Linked DNA regions of Gossypium hirsutum: region 2 is linked to region 1. The links are chromatin contacts, called in public Hi-C maps. All regions are on one chromosome and are shown on one strand. The core of a region is the stretch at or near the end of the contact, and the rest is flanking DNA. Distances in the headings are between cores, read along the strand shown.

What was found. Hi-C and Micro-C count contacts between places; a contact is called where the count stands out from the background.
Region 2: a Hi-C map of leaf shows a contact between it and region 1, with 2.7 times the contacts expected there. The contact joins the promoter of LOC121228873 here to the promoter of LOC107916628 in region 1. A contact is called at or near these places in 7 of 34 Hi-C or Micro-C datasets (anther, hypocotyl, leaf and 1 more).

What each region holds. Positions count from the first base shown.
Region 1 is chrA01:15,995,574-15,998,926 of Gossypium_hirsutum_v2.1, reverse strand. LOC107916628 reads left to right here and starts at 1,921. Exons shown (of 4, transcript XR_005926399.1): 1 at 1,921-2,064; 2 at 2,646-2,695; 3 at 2,778-3,139; 4 at 3,279-3,353.
Region 2 is chrA01:16,293,636-16,297,322 of Gossypium_hirsutum_v2.1, reverse strand. It overlaps LOC121228873 (protein ROOT PRIMORDIUM DEFECTIVE 1), which reads left to right and starts at 1,878. Exons shown (of 3, transcript XR_005926408.1): 1 at 1,878-2,111; 2 at 2,455-3,687.

The DNA of each region.
Region 1 (3,353 bases), core at 672-3,171:
CAGACGTTTTTTATTTTCTGTGTTTTTTTATGAAATGTAAAAAGCGTCACGCAATTAACAGTATGGAAAAGCTTTTTGTAATGCTTTAAAGCGTCATGAAAAGTTTCTAAAAATGTAACAAAATTGTGACATTTCCAAGTGTCACGTTTACTAACATAAGCAAAAAACATATTTGTGGCACATACAATCGTTAGGACAAAAGGTCACAAAAGGTTTTCATTCATGTTGTTTATAGAACGTCACAAAGTTTGAGAAAAAACAACTAATTATTTGTCTATTTGTGACATTTGACAAAGGGATTTTTGGTTACTTTTGTTTTTATAATAAAGGTTACTATAGCTATAGAAGCATCACAAAAACTATTAGCTTTCATGACACTTATATCATAAATAATAAGAAACGAAAAGAATAATAAAAAAAAAGAGTTAAATAGTATATTTAGATTATAAATAGGGACTTAACAATATAACTTGCAAATCATGATGCAGCAAATCTAAAATTAGACCATTTAAAATAACATGCGGACCCTAAAAGCAACCATAATAGGTAGCCAATTCTTTAAACTTCCATTTTTTTTAGAAAGTCACATAATGCTGTAATCCATTACTCCATTATGAATGAATTATCATACAATTTGTTGCATTGCATTATGCAATTATGCATATCATAGGTAAGCCCCTAGCGGCGAAGCCAGAACAAATTGTTAGGGGGGCCGAATAAAATTTTGATTTTTTATAGTTTATATCTTTATAATTTGTAATGGATTAAATCAAATTTTTATAATTTTAAGGGGGCTAAAGTGTAATTTTACCTTTACTAATTTAAAATTTTTAAAAAAATTAAGGGTCAAAAGAGTAACTTTACATTTTAGGGGGGCAGGGCCCATGCCAGCCCCCCTGGCTTCTACCCTGTAAGCCCCCCCCCCCAATTACATGCCAACAAGAAGCTTTGCACTCCAGCCACCCCTCCACCTCAAAATTTATATCCGGTATGGTCTAAAAAAATCCCAACTTTAACATTCCAGTACATAAAATAATCCTATAACATATTATAGAATCATATCCGAAAAAATGACACTACTTTCTTATGTTTTCGTTGGTGTTAATAATCATTCATCTAAAATATTTTGCAGTATTCAAATGTTACTATAAAGAAGAATAAAAAACATACAACAAGTATAAATAGAAGCCAATGAAAGAAAATAAGAATTTCCATCTAGATTAAAGAGATAATTATATATTAGGCACTGAGATTTACATGGGCAGTAGGGAGCCATTTACAGATGGGCAAAGATCCAAATTTTGGTGGCACCTAATATCTTCTGTCCTTACGTTGCATTCTGTTATTCTTCCATAATTGAAACTTTCTTTGTTTTCATCCCATTTACTGATGGGCAAGGACCAAATTTTGTATTGTTTAATTTGACGTATGAACTTAAGCTTTAATAATGTGTGAAATACAAATGCTTTATTTTGGGGATATAAATAGGAAATGAAAGTTGATGGGTGTAGTTTTATTGTAGTTTTATTTACTACTCTTTCATTATTTTTACATTATTTTTGGGAACTAAACTTTTTATTATTGTTTCCTTTTTTAATATAATATTTATTAACATTTATGAGGGACTTCATTTTGACTTATGCAATGAAAATTTTAAAAAAATACAATTATTATGCGTTCTAAATTACATATATAATCACTCTATATGTCACCACACTTGTCATATATTATTGTTTGACAAATTTTTTTTTGAAAAATCCGACTAAACTTTATTTATCTTAAAATGAGCAATATAATAGAGGCTTTTGGATCAATGAAAGTGGACCCTAAAAATAAAAGAAAAATTGGCCCAAAAGATAAGATGCCCACACTAAACAAAAAAATCAGAAAAATGAAAGAAACAAAAACCATCTAATCCAAACGTCCAATTCAGTCGGTATCAAAACAGTTGGTGTCCACTAATATCTGATGTTTCAAGTTCCCATGCCAGCCGTTCAAAACGATAGCAATTTCCTAGGAGATTTCATTTCCACGCTGAAGGCAAGTGAAGGCTGCATCCTCCAGGTATGTTTCCTCTCCCTTTCTTAAAGCTTCTGTTGCAAGTTCATGAGCTTGACTATTCTCTGATCTGTGAATAAACTGAAATTGCTTTCTTGGAAAAATTGTTTCTTTCTTTGAATATCTCGGATGTCCACCCCTAGCACTGACTTATCTGTCGTTGTTAAGTTGCATTTTTTTATAACTGTTTTTGAGTCTCCCATTATAATAACTGACTGAAAACCCAGTGAGATCCCTAACTTTACTGCTTGTAATCCTGCATATGCCTCCGCCATGAACGGGGACGATATTGCGGAGTGGAGTACTGATTTTAAGGCAAGAAACTCGTCCATCTCCCCCCCCCCACACCACCAGACCCGAAGTTGATCTTGAATATTTGCTATCAAATGTTGCGTCAAAATAGATAGTTACTGTCGTATTTCTTGTGATCCGTCTTTGACTTCTGTTATCACCTAAAGTAGATGGTTTTTCTTCCGATCCATCTATTTCTGCTATGTAACTGTAAACTTTTTTTGATAATTCTTGTCATGTTGTTATTTTCCCCTCATGAACAAGTTGGTTTTTGGCAATTCATATCACCCATGCAGCACAGCAAAAAAGGCGACACTATTGACTGTTACCTATGGTAAAAACCCAGGTAAGCCAATACCACTGATTTGGAATTGCATTATTTGTGACCCATGAGAGATTAAGATTTTGCCATGTTTCTATTGTTATAGGGCGCTGTCTAAACACATGGTTGCTATCTTCTTCTCCATTTCGACACCGGGGGCATAAGCTATCTGAAGCCACTTTTCTTAGTCTTAAATTCTTTAGGGTAGGGATAAAATTCCATAAAAGACGCTATATAGTGATGGCAACTTTTGATAGGAGGTGTAAATTCCATAATTTCCTATAGAAATTTTTTGTTTCGGTCTGTATTAAATAAGACCTAGGATCCGTAGTTGCCTCTTGTAATAGTTTATAGGCACTTCTGACTGTAAATTTGCCAAAATGTTCTCCTCGCCAGACATGGAAGTTGTTATGTTCTTCTTCCGCCAGGGGAATTTGCAAAATCTTCTATACAGTATTTTCTCGAAAGGTATTTTCAATTAGATCAGCTTTCCACTTTCTTCTTGTTGCTTCAATTAAGTCCAAAACTAACTCAATTCCTATATTGTTGATGTTGTCATTACTTCTATCAATATCTACACCTGGAATCCAATGATCATTCCAAACAGAAATTTGGTCTCCTTTCCTAACTCGTCAACATAAACCATCTTGCACTAGCCCTTTTGCTGCCCAAATACTTTTCC
Region 2 (3,687 bases), core at 629-3,128, 300 kb before region 1:
TTCAGTTGCAATTGCTAAAAATCCAGTGTTCCATGGAAGAACAAAGCATTTCAGCATCAAGTTGCATGTTGTTCGAGAAATGGAGCAAGCTCAGGAAGTGAAGCTGATCCATTGTAATTCTGACGATCAACTTGCAGACATTTTGACTAAAGCCCTTAATGTCACAAGGTTCGAATGTCTAAGAAGGAAGCTAGGTGTTTGCTCCATGCAAACCAAGGAGGAGTATTGAAGCAATGGTTAGCATGTAGCAATCACATGTTTTATTATTATTATTATTATTATTATTATTATTATTATTTGGATGTAATGATGTAACTTAGTTGTATTCCAACTAAGTTTGTTAGTGGTAGTAGGTGGTGATTTATTTTAAGTGGATGTAATGATGAAACTTAGTTGTATTCCAACTAAGTTGTCAAGTTGTAAGCTTGTATAAATAGGCTTTATGCCATTTTAAAAAAATGAATGAATTCAATCAAGATTTCATCCATATACTCTCTATTTTAGCTTTGCTTAAAATTTATTTCATTTTTCTTCTTTGTTTCTGCCGCAAGTCTCGATTCTTGCTCGGCAAGCTTTTTGTTGAACCTTGCTATTTGTTGCAGTTAGCTCCAACAACATTTAATGAAATGCGTAATCGAATCCATCACTTACTCAACTTCATATGATATTTACGATAGATTTGGTCGAGTTTCTTCATTCAATAATTTAAGATTTATCGCATGTTCTCGTTATATATATATACACTTGCGATATAGCATGAATGTTTCATGAATAAAACCTTGCCCAACTGGAAAATTATTTGACATTAGCAAAAGGTGACGCATATTTTTAGAAAATATATATGAAAGCCCGTAAACTAAGATTTAATTTCGCTTATTTAATGTTTTGAAAAAATATCATAAAGAATGTCCGAAAAGAAACCCTTTTTCAGTTACCCATAATAACATTTTTCCCCCTTCAATTTTATAAAAATAATTATTTAACTCTTTATTTTAAAGTTATTTAACAAAAAATATAAATTTAAGAGCTAAAAGAGGTAAAAAATTAAATAGAGGGCTAAAGTAATTCTTCTTTTTATAAAGTTGAAGTAGACTTGTTCATATACTAGGTTATCTATTCAGTCCCGAAGGCTCGCTTAAAATTGAAGAAGATTTGACTAAAAATATTAAGCTTGAAAAATAGATTTGAACAAAAAAATTAAGCGCGTTTAAAATATGAGTCAAGCTTGGGCCTTAAATTTCAAGTCCAAGCCTGACCGGTTTTAAGTTTATAATATTTTATATTATGTTATTTTTATATATTATATAATTTAGAATACATTAAAAAATAAATTTATACTAAATATATAATATTACTTTAATGTAAATATTAAAATAATGTTAAGATAACTATATACAAATTTTCAATAAATAAAAAATGTATCAAGTTATTAAATATTAAAATAATATAATATAAATATTTTTTTTAAAATTAAAAATAATATGGATGTGACTAAAATAGGTTTGGGTTAATTTTTTACAAATATTAATAGGTTTTAGCAAAATTTTAAACTCAAATTTTAGGTCAGACTAGGCTTGGATAAGCATAAAATATATTAATATTGTGTTTAGGTCCAACCGGAATTAAACCGACCCGAGCACCCCTAAAATTTTTTATTTTTTGGTTCAGTTAAACAACTAAAGTTATCTTTTGCAATGCGGTTTAGTCATTTATATTCTTAAATTTTCTAATGATGGAAAATAAATGGTAGGAGGCTCAATCAATTTTTTCTTTTTTACATTAAAGGACTGAACTGCTTTTCAGAAGATAACATTAGGTCCTAATCTAGATTAAAAAAACTTTAAGATCTAAAGTGAGAAAATTGGTATAGTTGAATGACTAAATTAAGCATTAACCGTAAAATAAACCATACCGGAATCACCCACCCATGACCCAACAAAAAAAAAAAACCCGACTTCCTGGACTGCCGAGACGCCTCTCCGTTCTGCTCTACAGATATTTGATTTCCCCAAACCCTAAATATCCACTGTGGCCACCCTTTCCTCAGGGGCTGTAACCGAGCAACCGACGCCTGCCACTTTACCCAGCAGCCAACTCACTCGCCAGCTACCGTGAGTCTTAGGGAAATTTATCTTCTATTACATTTTAATTTGGGTAGTTCATATGTGCTTTATTCATTAACTGGCCTGGAATTCGGATTTTCGATTTAGATTAAGAATTTACATGCTTTCCTAACTATGGGTTGCTGCTGATGTCAATTTTATATAACTGGTTAGCAAGTATGTGAGATTTTTCATGTTTTTTGGTTTTGGTTTGTTTAAATTTACTTTTTATTTACACTTTATCATGTACATCGTGTTAAATTTTAGAAATTGTTTTAGCTTCAGAAAGGTATTAATTGGTTTTCCAAGTTTTTTTTTTATTACTTTATTAACATTTTATCATGCACATTAGGTAGGCATTGTTTAGTTACAAAAAAGCTTTTTGGTGAAGGAAGCTTGTGAGACTAGTTGAGAAGTTCTCTAGGTCTTGAAAGCATGATCTTTTTGAAAAGTGTAAGGTGCAATGGAATATTATTTGGACCATTCAATTCATTTTCTCAAAGGAGATGGAAAAAACCAATTGTTTCAGCTCAGACTCGCCTAGAATCCAGAACTAAAGATTTAAAACTAGACAAGCTCATGATGCACATTAACAAACTCAAAACCATCCTTAACATCCACCAGCTTATGGCCCAGCGAAAGCGTGGTCCCTTTGTCTCTGTGCAACTGATGTCACGATGGAGAAACATTGTCGGTCTGAATGTGGGCATGGGTGAATTTCTTCACAAATATCCACATGTCTTTGAGTTATTTGTACACCCCCTTAGGAGGAATTTATGCTGCAAGATAACTCAGAGAATGCGAGATTTGATTGACGAGGAAGAAAAAATTGTCAAAGAATATGAACCTGAATTGGTGCAAAAGGTAAAGAAACTGCTCATGATGTCAAAAAATGGGACACTTCATGTCCATGCTTTGAGGTTAATTAGGAGAGAACTTGGCTTGCCTGAGGATTTCAGAGATTCTATTTTAAGAACACATTCAAAGGATTTTAGGTTAGTTGATTTGGAAATTGTTGAGCTGGTTGACAGGAATGAGAGTTTGGCCAAGGCTGAAGTTGAAAAATGGAGAGAAAAAGAATATGTAGATAAATGGTTGAGTGAGTTTGAGACAAGTTATGCATTTCCCATTAATTTTCCAACAGGGTTTAAGATAGAGGGAGGTTATAGAGAGAAATTAAAGAACTGGCAGAGGCTTCCCTATTTGAAGCCTTATGTGAGCAAGGAGGTTCTCAGAGTTCGTACTTGTGGAGGGATTGAGCGTTTTGAGAAGCGGGCAGTTGGGATTATTCATGAGCTCTTGAGCTTGACAGTAGAGAAGATGCTTGAAGTTGACAGATTGGCTCATTTTAGAAAGGATTTTGCTATTGAAGTTAATGTGTGTGAACTGCTTTTGAAGCACCCTGGTATTTTCTATATATGTACCAAAGGAAGTACTCAGACTGTTTTCCTTAGAGAAGCCTATTCAAAAGGGTGTTTGGCTTTGCCAAATCCTATTTATGTTGTTCGAAGGAAAATGCTGGACCTTATCTTGCTTGGGCGTCGAAATACTAGATCTTTGGAAGATCTGGAAGAAATTAAGGAGG